Linked DNA regions of Gossypium hirsutum: region 1 is linked to region 2. A link is a contact called in public Hi-C data. All regions are on one chromosome and are shown on one strand. Each heading gives the region's core, a stretch centred on a gene start, on an enhancer-like site or on the middle of the called end of the contact. The rest is flanking DNA. Distances are from core to core; before and after follow the strand shown.

The links. A called contact is a pair of places that touch in the nucleus more often than the background predicts.
Region 1: a Hi-C map of petal shows a contact between it and region 2, with 2.3 times the contacts expected there. The contact joins two enhancer-like sites. A contact is called at or near these places in 4 of 34 Hi-C or Micro-C datasets (anther, cotyledon, fibers and 1 more).

Annotation. Positions count from the first base shown.
Region 1 is chrD11:30,689,121-30,691,820 of Gossypium_hirsutum_v2.1, forward strand. No RefSeq gene overlaps it. Among protein-coding and RNA genes, the nearest start is that of LOC107891843, 14 kb to the right of the region's middle. Within about 2 kb of position 1,446, at least 5 of the 9 cell types and tissues checked have an H3K27ac peak or open chromatin away from gene starts, as enhancers often do.
Region 2 is chrD11:30,638,639-30,641,338 of Gossypium_hirsutum_v2.1, forward strand. No RefSeq gene overlaps it. Among protein-coding and RNA genes, the nearest start is that of LOC107891844, 3.8 kb to the left of the region's middle. Within about 2 kb of position 1,368, at least 4 of the 9 cell types and tissues checked have an H3K27ac peak or open chromatin away from gene starts, as enhancers often do.

The DNA.
Region 1 (2,700 bases), core at 196-2,695, 51 kb after region 2:
ATATTAAAGCTCCAAATGCATTGTAAGCATCTCATTCAAATGCATGTATTTAGGGATTAAAACATTAAAGTATACCTTCCAAATACTACATGCCATACATAGTTACCATTTTTGAACAAATCAACTTGCTGACTAATGCATCTAAAGAAGGAAAGTTATGTAATTAAACAATGGTGATGCTAGCTTTTTCCATGCACACACACAGTCTCACTTATATATGAAAGTGACAATGGTTTATTTTCAAGATATAGTCAAAATCAACATCATTATCTTAGTAATCACGAACAATAGGTAGAAGAACAGTTCAATGGCTCTCTCTCACCTTTGTTTTTATGCAGAGGATCAAGTTTTTTCAACAACAGCTAAAGCTTTGAACCAACATTACAGAGAGAATGGTTAAGAAGAAATTGGCATTTGAAGTGATAGAAGATAAAATGATTTTGGCTTAAATTACAAACAACATAAACCCAAAAACCAGAAGGATGATAATAGTTAGACTCTTGTTGGATTTTAATTGAAAGGGCAGGTTTTTATTTTTATTTTTAATAACATTGGATGCTACTGTCCACCGATAAACAACCAAAGTTAAAAATCGATTTTTAGACCTCAATCACAACCTGATAAGTTTGTGAATTAAAAAGAAAGCAAGAAATATAGCATAACATTTTATCAGAATATTTTATCAGAATCTGCTCACTGGATGGCATTGGCAACAGCTGCAAAGATGCATATGTTACTAGATTAATTAGAACATTTTATGATTTTACATCTTTGTTTAATCAAAACATTAGATTAACCATCTCATCAGCTCACTAGATGGCATTGGCAACATCTTTGTTTAATTTTGTTTTTATATGATTTCACATAATGTTATTAGATTAATCAGAACATTTTATGCTCAAATCCATAAACAATAAACACCACATCAGAAAAGGAAAGAAAATGACAATTTGCGTGAATGCATGAATGAAGCAGCAAAGAAGGGTGAAATTAGAAATGCAAAAAATGCTAGGCATATGCAAAAAATGAAAGGTGAAATTTTAGATCATTTTCAGTCAAAACCCAGAAGAAAATAGGAAAACAAGTCTATAAATAAACAAACCACATTGTTGGAAAAAAAAAAAGAACCCAAAATACAAAATGTAACTTACATTTGCAAATCTAACAAAATTAGAGCTAACAAAAGAGAAATCAGCCGCTGGAAACTCAGTAAAACCACAAAAAAAAAGAAAAAAAAGTAGCTCAAAATCCAGATACGATCACAAAGAAACATTTCAATAATCTCTTGCCGAAACAGTTGCCGAAGATTCAAAGAAAATACAAAAAAATATAGATAGAGCATATAACCTGAAAATAGCCACCGACAGTGAAGAAGCACTTGCCGAAATAGTTGGGCCAGAGATCTGAGACGGTGGAGCCGGCGAAAGATGCCAAGATGAAAGTGAATCGAGAGCGGGTAGAGCCTTGGGTGACTTTGCTGGCAGCTTCTATTTGATGTGTTTTGGGGCTTTTGGGTTGGGAGGGTAAAACAGGGTTGAATAGCAAAACGGTGATTTGGGAAGGGAATAGAAATCCTCCAAAAATCAACCAAATTTTGGCATACACCCGTAATGGAATAAGCCCGTAATAGGGCATTCCATTGAACCAAACGGATGATTAGGTGGGCCCATGAAATAGGGTTGTAATGGCATAGCCATTACACCCAACCAAACATGTTGTTAAAGTTAAAATCCTTATAAGATTGATTTTTATTTTATTTATAAATTATATTAAATTACATATATAACTCTTTTAATATATGTTTTTTGTTCTAAAAGTTTTATCATTTTGATAATTTCTCAATTGAATTAATTCTCTATTAATTCATGAAACCTTAGATAATATTATTGTTGATTTTGGTGTTCAATAAGGGAAGAGACAAGGAAGAGATGATGGTGATGACTAGGAGGCTAGTTCACCTGAGTTAGGTTGAGAGCCGAAGTACATAGAGGATGAATAAGGAGAGAAGGCTATGATGCTAGGATATAAAGCTTAAGGGAGTCAAGTGCTAGGGAAAAAAATCCTCTCTTCATTGTACATTGGGGGCATATATATAGGGTAAAAGTCCCCATACTTGGTAGTCTCACATCACAGACAATATGGGTGGTGACTTGGTCGTGGAGTCAGTCAGGTGAAAAAAACCATTATATGTTAGTTGTCATCAAGTAAGAGCTTGCTTTGATATTCCCCATTCTTGAGGTAGTATGAGGTTGTTAGGCCTCAATGACCACTTAGTGGTCCTTTCTTGGAGATGAGTGTGCACCCTTTTATAGTGGGTAGCCTAATAACGAGTGGCCTGAAGAAGGTTTTAAACACATGGGTAGTTAGTCAATAGATGACCACTTAGGTAGTATAAGTCGAAAGGTCATTTGTGTGTGTTTCTCAGGTTGCTTCTTACATCGCCATGTGTCCGATTTGAGTAAGGGTATAACAATTGTCTCACCCTTAGTTGAGAGGTAGGTTATAAAGTGGCATGGCTTGAGACTATCTGCAGATAGGCCCAATGGGTAGTATCTATCGCAAATGAAGTGGTGGATGGTTCAGAATACCAAAAGTTTCCTTTTTGTTTGTTGAGGACCCTATTGAAGTTGAGAGGTTACTTTGAAGATTCTAGAACACTTGTATTAAATGCAAAGCTAGCCCGCTATTTATAGGGGTGAG
Region 2 (2,700 bases), core at 118-2,617:
GAAAAGAGAAAAGAGAAGTAAAAAAAAAAAATCAAAGGAGAAAAATTATAAAGAGAAAAGAAAAATAAATAAAACGGAGACTCATCTAATAGAATCGGAGTCTCCAGTGGTCTCCTTCCAATTCCGAACGGTGGATTTAACGCTTAGACTGAGAAGAACAACATACCTTGGAACTGAGGCAACCAGATGGCCGGAGAAGGAGATCGGAAGACATTCACTCCTAGTTTCAAGGCTTTGAAGAGTTTGTGGCAAAACTAATATGAGATTTGAGACGAGAAGGAAGAGGAGAGTTTTGGTGTGCCTAGTTGTCCGGCAAAACCACCGGAGCAGGTGGCGGTGACAACAGCAAGTTGAAACCTCATTTTTGTTTGAAGTGAAGCAGGTGAAATTTCCATGTAATAAAAAATTAATATTATGTGAAAATTTTAAAAATTATTTATCAATTATAAAAATGCCAGCTTGGACTTTTGTTAACTGAAATATCATAGAGTGAAAACAGATAGTAAAAAATGATAGAAGAAAATTTGGATGCCTAAAATGAGAATTTATGAAAGTTAGGTGATCATTTGTAAAATTTACCCTTAATATTTTGAATGATTTTATTATAAAAATAAACACAATATAAATAAGCAAAATAATTGAGGAAAAAAATCTGTGCATTGGTATTGATAATTAAGGGACAGGGATTCAACCCCTCTCATGCCACGTACAACAACAAAAATCATGCCAACTATAATTATTGTATATGGGATAAATTTATAATTTTCATAATCAAGCAAATTGATTATCATCAAGTAGAATTAGAAAAAGAAAATAGGTGCGAAAAATGTGACAAATAATATATAGGTCTTTGTAAATTTTCATTTTCAAATTTGGAATAGATTTGTCAAATTTAAGTTTGAATTTATAAATGGGTAAACTATACCAATGATTATTCTAAAATAGTATCGTTTCTTTTTTGGTAATTTAATTACTTTAATTAAGATAATTATTCGATTTGGTCAGTACTGTTCAAAATTTCATTAATACACTAACGAATTGTTGACATGATATTTTTTTAACTTTTGAATAAAACTAAAGACTTCTTTATAATTAGTCCAAAATATTTTTTCGTAATTTATATGAATATAAGAATTACTAATCCTTATTCTCTCCCATTTCTATCGCTTATAAGAATTACTTTATACGACTGCATCATATGTAAGGTGTGTTGTTTTTAGTTGAGTTTTAATCTATAAAAGTTCACTTCTCCTCTAACAAAACCCAATTATTGGATATATTAAATTTTAGTGAACTTGGGTGTTTAAAAAACTGGAAAAAGACCGAATCTTTTTAATTGCTTTGCATAGAGCTGTTGCGTCTTCGAATTCTAGTATCTTATTATTTTTAAAGCTAAAAAAGATGGGTAATTTCATTACACTGTGTTTGGGGTTATTTCTGGAATGGAGTTGAGTTAAATTCATGGTTTTCTTAGCTTATGAGATTCAACATCCACAAAATTTAGCAGTTGGGTTTAATTATTGTGGTAATCTGGGTTTTTGTTTTTAATGCTAAAATTCATCAAATAATTGCATCATCTTTGTTGAGGAGCGATAAAAATGAGAAAAAGGGGATGGACAGTGACGAGGGTTGATGATTCATATGGTTAGTGTTGGACATTGAGAATAATTGATAGTTTTTATGTTGCAAATAAACTAAAAAAAAGTATTTTAAAATAATTATACAGAAATCCCTAACTTTAGTTAAAAAAATCAATTAGCAATCAATTAGTGGATTAACGAAATTTTTAATAATAATAATTAATTTAAACAATAATTTTAATTAAAGTGACTAAATTAACAAGAAAAAAAATTAAAATAACCAGACACTGTTTTAAAATAACCCTGATGTAATTTACTTTTTACAAATCAATACTTAAAATTTGTAATCAAATCCAAATTTCCAAAACCACCATAAACTACTTTATTCGAAGCCTAAATCTAGAGAAGAAATTATTAGTGGACTCCACTTTTTCCACCTTTAACATATTTAATGAGAGTTATTATTCAAATTATTTATTATTTATTATGTATTATAATTATATGTTATTTTTAAACATATTTATGTGTTTTAAATATATAGTTTTATGTATTATAATTATATTAAAAATATTATATATATTTTTTATATAAATTTTGGAGAGGTGAGTATTCAAAATAGTTTTATAGGTTACCAATTTAAAAAGTAACTTGAATTGATATTATATTGGAGATAGATTTGGTATCATTTTAGAAGATGTGGTGAGTGATAATTTGAGGCAATAAGGCAATGTATTGTTGTATGAAAAAAAATTGAACGAATTTCATGTATTGGCATCACGTGGGCTTACGACAATGCCACTTTCGATTCCACAAATTAAGCTGATTTTTTTATTAAAAAAATATTTTTGGTCTCTCTCTCTCTCTCTTAGAGATGACCTAGTTTCAATGTTTGGAGCATTTATTTGTTTTTGATTCCCTCCTCGTCATTGTTCCCAGTTTTGCAACAACAAAAAAAAAAAGAAAAAAAAAGCTTCCTTCATGATGTCATAGCCGCAGCATTTCTTGCTCCTTTTTGTTTTTTTTTTCCTTATCTTTTCCATCACCATTATAAGGTTTTTCTACGTGTTATAATGTTATTAAATTATTAGTAGTGGTAATCCAAGTAGTCAAATTGTACTAT